Regions from separate parts of the Phocoena phocoena genome. Here region 1 is linked to region 2. Evidence: chromatin contacts called from public Hi-C data. All regions are on one chromosome and are shown on one strand. Each heading gives the region's core, a stretch centred on a gene start, on an enhancer-like site or on the middle of the called end of the contact. The rest is flanking DNA. Distances are from core to core; before and after follow the strand shown. Region 1 holds the start of GLOD4 (glyoxalase domain containing 4). Region 2 holds the start of NXN (nucleoredoxin).

Region 1 (5,663 bases), core at 1,597-4,096, 150 kb after region 2:
TTCCCGTTTCTGATGAGAGGAGATAACCAAGTGTTCAAACCAGCATCTGTTTCTTCCCTGACTAATTATAAGTTCTTTAATAACGTAGCAGGTGTCAAAATAACTTTAAAGATAATCAACATGAATGAGTGTGCCAGGCACGGTGCTAAGTACTTGATATTCATCATCTCACTTAATCCTCAGAACAACCTTACCAGGTAGATTCTGTTATGCCCACTTTACAGATGAGGAAATTGACATTCAGAATACTGCTTACACATAGCTACCAGGGGACAAATCCAAGATTCAGATACATACATGTCTGCCCACAGAGCCAGCTCACTTACAAACAGCCACCTAATCCACCCAGTAGCAGGTGCTCTTACCTTTGGTGAGCAACACTTTGCTGCAGCCTGCGCCCGCAGCAGATCGCAGAATTGTCCCCAGGTTCCCAGGGTCGCGGAGATTGTCACAAATCAACAATATGGGCAGTGTGTGGAGAAGCTGAGACTCTGGGTATGTCATCTTGACGTGGTCAGGTTTGGCAAAAATCCCTAAAGAAACAAAAAAGGTGGTTCATTTGTCTGGCATGGGGAGTAATCTGACTTTTCATTTATTTATCATTCTTTGTGTATTCTTAATTATGTACTAGATGAACACATTCTGATCGAGAAATTCAGTGCCCTCCTCTCCCTCATAACTGTTTTCAACTTTGGAGTGTATCCTTTCAGAACCTGTTCCATGCATCTCCCTACATGTATGTCCATCTACCCATATATAAGTGCTTTTTCTTTTACCAAAAAAAAAAAAATCACACTCTATGAAATTATTCTGTAACCTAGTTATTTTTTTTTTTGTTTTTGGGCCTCACTGCCTGGCTTGTGGGATCTTAGTTCCCCGACCAGAGATCAAACCCGGGTCCTTACCAAGGACAACTATAGCTAATAAGAGCACAGTTACTTAGACTGAGTGGAGGACTTTAGTAGTCCAAGTCCCCACCCTATGGGAGAGTTCTGGGCACGGGGGCAAAGATTCCTAGGATTTGCTGGGTTACAGAAACAAGAGACTGTCCCCAGAATTTCCCCTCCCAACTAACAGCTATACAGTGAGCCCACTACAGGGAATATGCATGTACAACTGGTGTGAGAGGCCCTGGCCTCAACATTAGAATCTTGAAGAAAACGCCTTCCCTGCCCCAACGATCCCTTACTATCCAAGAGAAATCTCTATACTCACACATTTGATTCTCGTATCTTGAATGGCAAAAAAAGTATAAAGAGTTTAGTCTTTCCACATTTAGAAAAAAGACTTTCTAAGTGCTAACAGACAGTCTATTAGAATCTTGAGTTGGATTCAATCAAATGAAGACAAGGTTTCCTGTTCAACAGGCTAAACCGGGCGATAAATTGCAGCTTACTGCTCAGACCTGCTTCTAGAATAAGGGGGTCAACAATATATAGGTATTACCACACTGGCAAAGGTTTTGTGAAAATAGAGGGTAAATCTTTTGGTAAACATTTTAATTTTTTTGTTTTTGGCCGTGCCTCGTGGCTTTCGGGATCTTAATTCCCCGGAACCTGGGCCCACAGCAGTGAAAGCACCGAGTCCTAACCATTGGACCACCAGGGAATTCCCAACATTTTCTTAATTTTTAATTGAACACTTAAGGTTGAAGAAGTGACCCCCCCAAAAAAATAAGGTCTGAGGAAGACTGATTATCCCCTAGAGACTATAAAAAAACCACAATACAAATGACAAAAAAATGGCTTGAGTCTCCACTGAAGATACAAGATGCACAGATTTGAGAACTGTATTTTTCTGGGCGTCTTAAGAAAAGGTTAGGCACCGTAATATTTTGAATTTGGTTTAAATAAAATTTGTTGCCCTGAGACAAATATGAACAAATAATCCCAAGTCTCTACTTCTAGAGACACACTGGATAACCACTGACCCATTATTCCTTGTGGTGTTACTAGGTCGGACCAATCCTTGACATCCTCAAATTTCACCTTAATGAGGCTAACACCTTTCAGCTTCTCAATGGGCAGCTCCTTTATGTATTCCAGACGGCTAAAGAAGAAAACTTTGGGCACAGCACCAGCCTTGAGAGCATCTGCAATCAGCCTACGACCTTCCAACAGGATCTTCCCTTGCTTTTCCCGAAACTGCCTGGACTTAACTACTGTCATCACACTGCTGTGGGTGGAAACAAAAAGACGGGTAATTACCAACATCCTCGTTACGGAGACACATCTAGTTCTAACAGACATGAAGAGCTTCGCAGGGAAAGAAACGAACTGTTAGACACTTATCTGCCCTCCATGCGTAATAAAAACCAGTGAGTTGTGCTTCAAGAAGTCCTCCAACGGGAGGAAAGAGGTCAAGGTCTCGTTGTGAGGGGAAAGAGAAACGAGAAAACTCGACAAGCCTCAGGAACACATCACCTCAGCCTTTTGTCTCCAGGGAAAGCCTTATCATAGCGAAGCCCCGACTCTTCCCAGGTGCTGGGGGTCTGGGATGGGGGCACCTGACGCGACTGCTTCAGTCGCTGCTCGCGGGGACTGGCCTCTGCCGCCGCCTTCCGAGGCTCCTTCCCGGGACCGGGCTTTCGTTCCACGACCTGACCTGATGGAAACACCACTTTCACGGGGCTGCGCCGCAGCGCCCGGACCCAGCGCCGCGCATCGAGTTCCCAAGTCCGCACCACCGGCAACAACTGTCGCGTGGCCCAACAGGCGCGCTCCAGCAGCACCGCCATCTTCCCCTGCGCTGTGAGCTGCGTCACGAAGGCGCGCCGGCGGCGATCAGTGACGTCACTACCGCGCCGGCGTCCTCTGTGGGCGGTGCGGCGCTGTACGAGTAACGGCTGGTCATGGCGACTCGTCGGTCTCTGCACTTCGTGTTCAAAGTGGGAAACCGCTTCCAGACGGCGTGTTTCTATCGTGATGTTCTGGGAATGAAGGTGGAGACGGGGCGGAGAGGGGTTGGCGCGCGAGGGGGTAGCGGGAGGCTGAGCCCCACATGGCCGAGGGAGGGGAGAAAAGGGTGTGATGTGGATTTCAGCGGGAACCCGGGTGTCCGACCTTAGCCCCTAGACTTCCCATTAGCTCTGTGGTTTTCAACTTCAGGAAGAGTCGTGAGTCGCGGCTTGGGCTAGATGGACTTTGAAAGGGGGTCACACTTACTAGTGGCCGATTGTGTGCCCACACATGTCCTTTCAGTTAAGTTTATTCACGAATGTTTATTCCTGCCCTTGCGAAGCTTCTAGTCTAGTGGGAAAGGTAGTAAATAAAAAGTTATATATAATACTCCTCCGGTGAACAATGACTCTCTTCTGGTTTGGAGCCTTTCGGTTTAGATATCAGCATTAGTCAGAGTTCTGCTTCTCTTGTTGCTGGTTTGAATGGTCTCTTGGATATTGAGTCTCTGGGTGAGTGCTCCAATTCTTCTCTCCATAGTCCAGATCTAAGTGTGAAGTGAGAACCCATCCTTGTCTCCCAACACCTGGAAGTCGCCTCTCTCCAGCTCTGAGCAGCTGTGATTCTGCAGAGATCACCTGGGTGGCAAGAGCTGGTGGAAGCTATTGGGGAGCTTCCTGATAACCAGGGACTTTAGATGTTGTCAACTGAAACAAAAATGCACAACCTAAAATTTTCGAGTTAAGTTCTTTTTGGGAACCTTACTGAGGACTATAGCCTGGAAGACAGCCTCTCAGATAGCTCTGAGGAACTGCCCCGAAGAGGCAAGGGCGGAGCTAGAATATATATGAGTTTTTTTCTGGGGGGGGAATAAAACCCAAAACCACGTAGTTGAACATCAAAAGATTACTGCTAATCACAAAAACAGACATCTCAAGTTAATGCTTCTTTCTTTTTTTTTAACTTGGGATTTTAAAAAATAAATTTATTTATTTATTTTTGGCTGCATTGGGTCTTCGTTGCTAAGCACGGGCTTTCTCTAGTTGCGGCGAGTGGGGGCTGCTCTTCACTGCGGTGCGCGGGCTTCTCATTGCGGTGGCTTGTCTTGTTGCGGAGCATGGGCTCTAGGCGCGTGGGCTTCAGTAGTTGTGGCTTGGGGGTTCTAGGGTGCAGGCTCAGTAGTTGTGGCGCATGGGTAAATTGCTTCACGGCACGTGGGATCTTCCCGGTCCAGGAAGTGGTCCCCTGCATCGGCAGGCGGATTCTTAACGACTGCACCACCAGGGTAGTCCCAGAAGATGGGTTCTGGATTCATTGAAATTATTCCTTAGATATGCATCTTAAATATCTAGGGCCAGCATCCAAAGCATGGAATGCTTCTTGTTTTTCTCCATCCTGAATTCCCTTCAAGGTGCACTGTTGGTGGGCCACTGCAGTAGCTGATGCCCTGGTCCTTGTAGAAATGGAGTTGCAGGCGACATTCTTTGTTTACAGTGTGCAAGAGTGTGATTTAATGTAGAGACACCGCAGGAGACATGGAGTGCAAAGGGAGTTACCTGAATTCATCAGTCATTTAAAAAACATCACCCGCTTCATGGTTCTGTGTTGGGCTTTGGTGACAAAGATGAAAATAACCCTGGTATCTGTCCTCAATTAAAGCTCCTGGCTTGGAATGGGGGTGGGAATTGTACATTGCTGATGGTAACGGTACTTGAAATTTGATGATAGAAAACCACAGAGCTCTCTCTTAATGTGTTTCCTCATTGATAAAAGGGTGGTTGTAAAGATTAAACACATTATTATATGTGTAGTATTTGACACATGGTATGTATTATGTAAGTGTTAGCTACCATTATTATAAAAGTACAACAGTAGGAGAGCTTTAACTCTAACCTGGTCCACAGGAAATAATTCATGGAGACCTTGTACTTGAGGTGAGCTCTAAAGATAGGTGGGATATCCATAGACGTAGATTAGAGGGAGGAGTATACTAGAAAAACTGAACAGCCAATGCAAAGTTAAGATATGTTTGGGAAGCACCACTAGTTTTATGTGCCTTTAGTTTTTTGGGGTTTTTTGTTGCTGTTGTTGGCTGCTCCACACGGCTTATGGGATCTTAGTTCCCTGACCAGAGATCGAACCCCAGCCCTCGCAGTGAGAGCGCGGGGTCCTAACCACTGGACTGCCAGGGAAGTCCCTGATAGTATCTTGAATGATATGCTAAGGAATTTGGATTTGATGTCATAAAAAGTGGGGAGCTCTCTTACATCTTAGAGCAGGGCAGTGGTGTGATCAGAGCTGTGCTTTAGGGACTTAATTTTATGGTGGTATTAAGGAAAGAGATCAATAAGATGATTTCTGATAAATAGTCTGTGAGAGATGTGATGGGAGCTTGAACTGGAGCAGTAGCTGTGGGACTCAAAAAGGAAAACAGAAACTGACACATTGAGAGCCTACTGTGTAGTAGGTTCTGTGTCAAATGCTTTAATAAATTATCTATTTTCACAACATATTAGGAGACTCAGATCCTAATAATGTTGTTCTCAGAGTTACACAGCTACTAAGTGAAGGCCACACTTTTTTCACTACACAGTACTGCTTCCCCATCTAAATATAATAGATTTTACAACTTTGTTTGGTTGCCTGACCCTTGGTATCAAGCCGATCTTTCTTACCTCTACTACTTCCAACCTGGGAAAGATATACAGCTCGTTATCTTTTGTCTGTTTTACACAGAAAGCTTACAAATAATAATGTCTGTGTTTT
Region 2 (5,479 bases), core at 118-2,617:
TAATAGCTTTTACATGTTTTCACTAAAAAGCGATGCTTTCCATGTGTTGGATAATAATACTGTCCCTGCAGTCGCACAGAATTTTGGCATGACACTAAAAATGAGCTTGGAATTCGCCTTTATCATAGGTCTCTTGCCTGCCTAAAGGCAATCCTCAGTCCAAAGATCCTATTTGTGAAATGAGCAGCAGTGTTAGGTGGATGCTGAGAAAGTAGATATCGTTTCAAGAGATTGCCAGTCCACTCGTGGCGCCCGCCTCCACCTCTCCACTTCTTTCACCGCTTTATGTCGTAACATTTCACTGAACCAAAAACTAGTACAATTCCATGTTCTATCCCAGAAAATTGGGAACCTTAAGCGTGAAGATTTGTGTTTGTGCCCAAAGCTTGCAGTTATATTCTGAGGTTTAAATGAACTCTTGTAAAGCAGGCTATGATTTGTGTGTGTGTGTTTGCATGTGTGGAAAGCCGCTATAGACATTCTGCTTGGCTGCCAGTATCTCGTTTTCTTTTTCAACCTTTCCACTAGATGGCGGTAGATGTCCAAGAAATAACTTGCAAAAGCCTGGTGGAGGGCTGTGAGAGGGGCGTCCCATCCTTTCACTGGGCTGTTGGTAGCTGAGCGGACACACTGTTGTTCCTCTGTTGCGGGTGGGCATGGTGTACATTTTACTTTTTCGACTGTGTGTGTGTCAGGGTGGGGAGGCCGGAAGACTTGCCACCGACCACCTGTTTAATCCAGATTCTTTTTAACCATAGGGTAGCGTCTTGCCAGCTGGGGGAAAAAATCCCTAGAATTTTTCTCAACTATCAACAGACTTAATAGAAGCCACGGAACCGGTTCAGGAAAGCAGCCAGCTTCGATTTAGAGATGCCGTGGTATCTGGTCCCTATATTTGTGGAGATGGAAGAGAGCCAATCGCTGGTGAGGAAATGGCCGCGGCGACCTGGGGACTGAAATCCCACAGTGAGACCTGCGATCAACCCACAAGTACTTATGGATTCCCTCACATGTGCCTAGCACTAGATCACAAGCTACACAAGAAATAAAAGAGGTGGCGTCCTCCAGTCCTCTTATAGTAGAGAACACGAAACATACAGAGAAGTAAGTGCCAAGCAAGACCTAGCGTGATGAAGGTAACATTGTGTGAAGATGGGAAGTCCTCCGCCAGGGTTGTCTCCCGAGCACTTCGGCCACGCGGCGGGAGCCCGCGCCCCCTACGCCCTCTGCAGCAGCCAGTGCCTAGGCGGCTAGCACTGCTACAAAGGGGGCGTGGCGTGGGCGGGCCCCACGGGCGGGGCTTTCTTTTCCCCATTGCCCGCCGCCGCCGCCACCGCTGCTGCTGTCGCCTCTACCCGCCGCGCGGACCGAGGGAGCGCGGTCGCCGCCGCCTGCCTGCCCGGGTGCCCGCGTGCCCGGGCAGCGGTGGGCCAGGATGTCGGGTTTCCTGGAGGAGCTGCTGGGAGAGAAGCTGGTGACGGGCGGCGGCGAGGAGGTGGACGTGCACTCGTTGGCTGCCCGCGGCATCTCGCTGCTCGGGCTCTACTTCGGCTGTAGCCTGAGCGCCCCCTGCGCGCAGCTCAGCGCCAGCCTGGCCGCCTTCTACGGCCGCCTGCGGGGGGACGCGGCGGCCGGGCCAGGGGCTGGGGCCGGCCCGGGGCCGGGGGCCGGGGCGGCGGCGGAACCCGAGTCGCGGCGCCGCCTGGAGATTGTCTTCGTGTCCTCGGACCAGGACCAGCGGCAGTGGCAGGACTTCGTGCGGGACATGCCGTGGTTGGCGCTGCCCTACAAGGAGAAGCACAGGAAGGTGAGCTGCGCCGGCCTCGTCGGCGGCTCCGGCCTCGTCGGCGTCCCCGGCCTGGGTGCGCAGCCCGCGAGTTCCCGGGAACCGGGTCCTCGCCGCCACCCCCCACCCCCGGCGTCCCCTCCGCCCCCTCCGCCCCCTCCTCCGTCGTGCACGAGCTTCCCCTCCTGCACCTCAGCGTCGCCTGCCTTTGCCCGCCTCCCCGTCCTGGAACCTCGCCGGCTAGCGGCTCCCGCGGCAACTCCTCTGTGCCGATGCCAGGCCGCGCCCGCTGGGGAAGTTTGAAACCCCTGGGATCCCGACTCGCGTCCTGGGGAGTCGAGAGCCCGGTTCCCCCATGGTGGGAAGCCTCGAGTAGGGGGTGGCTGTCCTCGGGGGTCGCGACTCGGTGACCCCCACCCCCAGGCAGAGGCGCAGGGAGGGGCCGCTTCCTTTCCCTCAGCGCTAGACTCCCCGCGGATACCTGTGGTGGTGGGGGAGGGCGCTAGCCCCCTACCCATAATGCCTGAACCAGGAAGTTTCCTCTCTTTCCGAGAGAAATGGGCTTTCCTGGGGCTCTCTCCGGCTGTGGCCGGGGACCCGGAGGCCGAGGCTAGGCCGCCAGGCGCCCTTGAAGGCGGGGGGGGGGGGTGTCGGCCGCTGACCGTGGCTTCGGGCGAGAAGGAGCTCGCTCGTCTGCCTTCGCCTTCCCTCCACCCCCCACCCCTACCCCGGGCTGAACTAGTGGCCCCCGGGGAGCCTTTCATTGTCTGGCTGTCCAGCCATCCTCACCAGATGCCTCTCGGGCACCGGACCAGACCCGTCCGTGCAGCTCTTAGTTGCTTGGTTGGTGGGCCAGTGTTGCCTTGACATCGAATTAAATGCTGAACCGATCCCATAGGTGCGGATTGACCGGAAGAACGAGGATTGGGGGAAATTTATACCTTGCTGTCAACTTCTCATCTCCCGCCGCCCCCCCGCCCCCCCCCCCCCCCCGGTTTGCTGCTGAAATTAGCTTTGATTTTTGAGTGTGTCTGTTGGATGAAGATGTCTGTTTTAATAAAACGAATTCAGGAAATTTTGCCATGAATCGAAACAGAAAAAGTTTTGGAGCACTTTTGCTTAATTAGTATGCCTGATGCAACGTGTGAATCCAGCCCCTTCCTTTCCGGAGGAAACTCTCATTTTATGGAGTGGACAGGAGAAGGGCTCTTCTGGGGGCGTTTAGAGCTGCCATGTGCTGCTTTAATGTGTACAGAATCTTGTTGAGAAGCATGATTTAAACTTAGTCGAGTAAAAGGCTTAGACTGTGACCCCATATGTCTCGAGTAAATCATCCATGGAAGCAGTGTAAGGTACAGACTTCGTATTTAAAGTATGAAATACAGTTTAACAAATACAGTTTGTAAATTTAACATTGGAGAAACATGGGCTCACTAACCACACAGAGGCAAAGCTTGGCGTTTTAAACACTTTTAAGGTGATCTTGTCATTAAACCATATTTAATTTATATGGTGCCTGAATATGAATAGCCAGTCCTTTTTTGCTTTAAAACATGGGAATCCTTTGTTTTCCTTGGTGGTGGTTTTTATGATCGTTTTGGGGAGGAGTAATGTCCAGAAAGTGATTTATCAAGAAATATTTTCATTGTTATGTCCATTTTCTGTTGTAGACCAAAGTCCATGTAAAATAATGTCCTTATTGGGCAATACAAATGAATTCTAGCTTTTGCAAATACACAGTGATGGTAAAATGTTACAGACCTAAGGCCTATTGTTGTGTTTTCCTCCACAACAAGTGGGGGAAATAAATTTGCTGGATAGTAAAAAATATGGGACAAATTGAGATGTTTTGCAAATGCTTAAAGCTTTTTTTCCAAAAAGGAGAATATCTGATATGACATAGGCCATGCCTAGTTCAGTGTGCTCTGGCCAGTCCTTTTACATGAAAAAAACGTGGTCTGTGGCTCCAGCCTGGACTTGCTAATTCCACCAGGATGAGAGTCTGGATGACACAGGGCAGAACCTCATGTGAAAATACAGTTCAGATTGCTGGCCTGTGTCCAAACCATGGTGCGTTAGCATATTAAAAATTTATTTTTGCTCAGAGCTCTTCTGACTCACATTCTATAGTTCACTTTGTTGTCTAAAACAAGTCCAGGGCTTCCCTGGTGGCGCAGTGGTTAAGAATCCGCCTGCCAATTCAGGGAACCCGGGTTCGAGTCCTGGTGGGGGAAGATCCCACATGCTGAGGAGCCCATGCGCCACAACTACTGAGCCTGCGGTCTAGAGCCCTAGAGCCACAACTACTGAAGCCCGCGTGCCTAGAGTCCGTGCTCTGCAAGAAAAGCCACCGCAGTGAGAAGCCCGCATACCTCAAAGAAGAGTAGCCCCCACTCGCCACAACTAGAGAAAGCCCAGCCACACACAGCAAGGAAGACCCAATGCAGCCAAAAATAAATAAAGTAAATAAGTTTATTAAAAAAATAAAACAAGTCCAATTTTCAAGGAGGTAGTTTCTGCTCCTTGATGTTCATGAATAGGCAACTCAAGATTTGATCCTAGAAATATTCTTATTTGTGGTGATATACCAGGTAAAAGGACTCCAGCTGTGTTTCTTATGGAAAATACACTCTTGGAAATTACAACAGCTATGTACTCACTTTGGAAGAAATTATTTTCCCCCTTGAAACCAAAGAGATGTAAAACAAATTCCTTTTCTGTAACTTTGAGTTTTTGTCTCTCTTATTTGAAATTGGTGTGCTTAGAAATCTGTGATCTTGGGATGCTAATTCTGTGATAACAACAGTGAAAAACCCAGGGCACCGCCATTCAGGGTGCTCACTGGCTAGACAGCTTAGCTTCTTGTTGATGGATTCTGTCCATGTTGTTTCACCAACTATAAAAATAGCATTAAAGGAGAGAATTTTGTTTTTACACTGAAGGGAAACCAAAGTTCCAGATTACTAATTTTTTTAAGTTCTCATTAACATTTGTTCTTAAATCCATTGGTATACTTCCCACTGGGATAACAAAGGATATGGTTCTAATTAGTTATTGGCTGGCATTTCTCTAAAGAAAATTGAAAAATTATGGTAGGGAAAGAAAATGCAGTGTATTATTTCTCTTTTTCTTCTTTTATTAATTTCCCCTTTATATAGTAAGAAAGTCTCGGGATAGCCAAGACTTTAAAACTGCGTTTTGCATGGCTCCTCTCACCTTGCTTGGAACTGTGAGAGAACACCAAATAACAGGATTCCAGCATCTTTTTTAAAAAAATTCTTTGTGGAAGGTTGTCCTGTTTCTACTTGCTTTAGTGGTTGGGGCAAAAGTAATTGAAGCTTCACTTTTTGGCTTCTAAGCACACACATATAAAGAGCTGTATAGAAATTGTAATTAGATGATAACAGAACTTTGAATGCTTTTATAAGAGCCGTGTTGTCAGGAAACACATAATCCTGAAGTTAAGGTAGTTAGATTGGTTTTAATAAGTAGGTTTGTTTTTTGTTTTGTTGATAGACATTTTTCAGATTTCTGGAGAGAAAATGTGATGAATAGTTGGAAAGTGGTGAAGATTCGGACTTTTGGGATTTGATCTATCCCTTTAGACTAATATGGGTTACTTAGTTGTCAAAACTGGAGAGTTGATCTTTGGGATCTGCTTCAGCATCACAGAGGAAAGCACTGGTTTTGGTC

Evidence for each region. Hi-C and Micro-C count contacts between places; a contact is called where the count stands out from the background.
Region 1: a Hi-C map of lung shows a contact between it and region 2, with 9 times the contacts expected there. The contact joins the promoter of GLOD4 here to the promoter of NXN in region 2. A contact is called at or near these places in 2 of 2 Hi-C or Micro-C datasets (kidney and lung).

Annotation. Positions count from the first base shown.
Region 1 is chr19:46,078,307-46,083,969 of mPhoPho1.1, forward strand. GLOD4 (glyoxalase domain containing 4) reads left to right here and starts at 2,847. Exons shown (of 9, transcript XM_065896384.1): 1 at 2,847-2,941. The coding sequence starts at 2,852. MRM3 (mitochondrial rRNA methyltransferase 3) reads right to left here and starts at 2,168. Exons shown (of 3, transcript XM_065896382.1): 1 at 1,931-2,168; 2 at 366-533. The coding sequence starts at 2,168.
Region 2 is chr19:45,928,267-45,933,745 of mPhoPho1.1, forward strand. NXN (nucleoredoxin) reads left to right here and starts at 1,368. Exons shown (of 8, transcript XM_065897122.1): 1 at 1,368-1,807. The coding sequence starts at 1,436.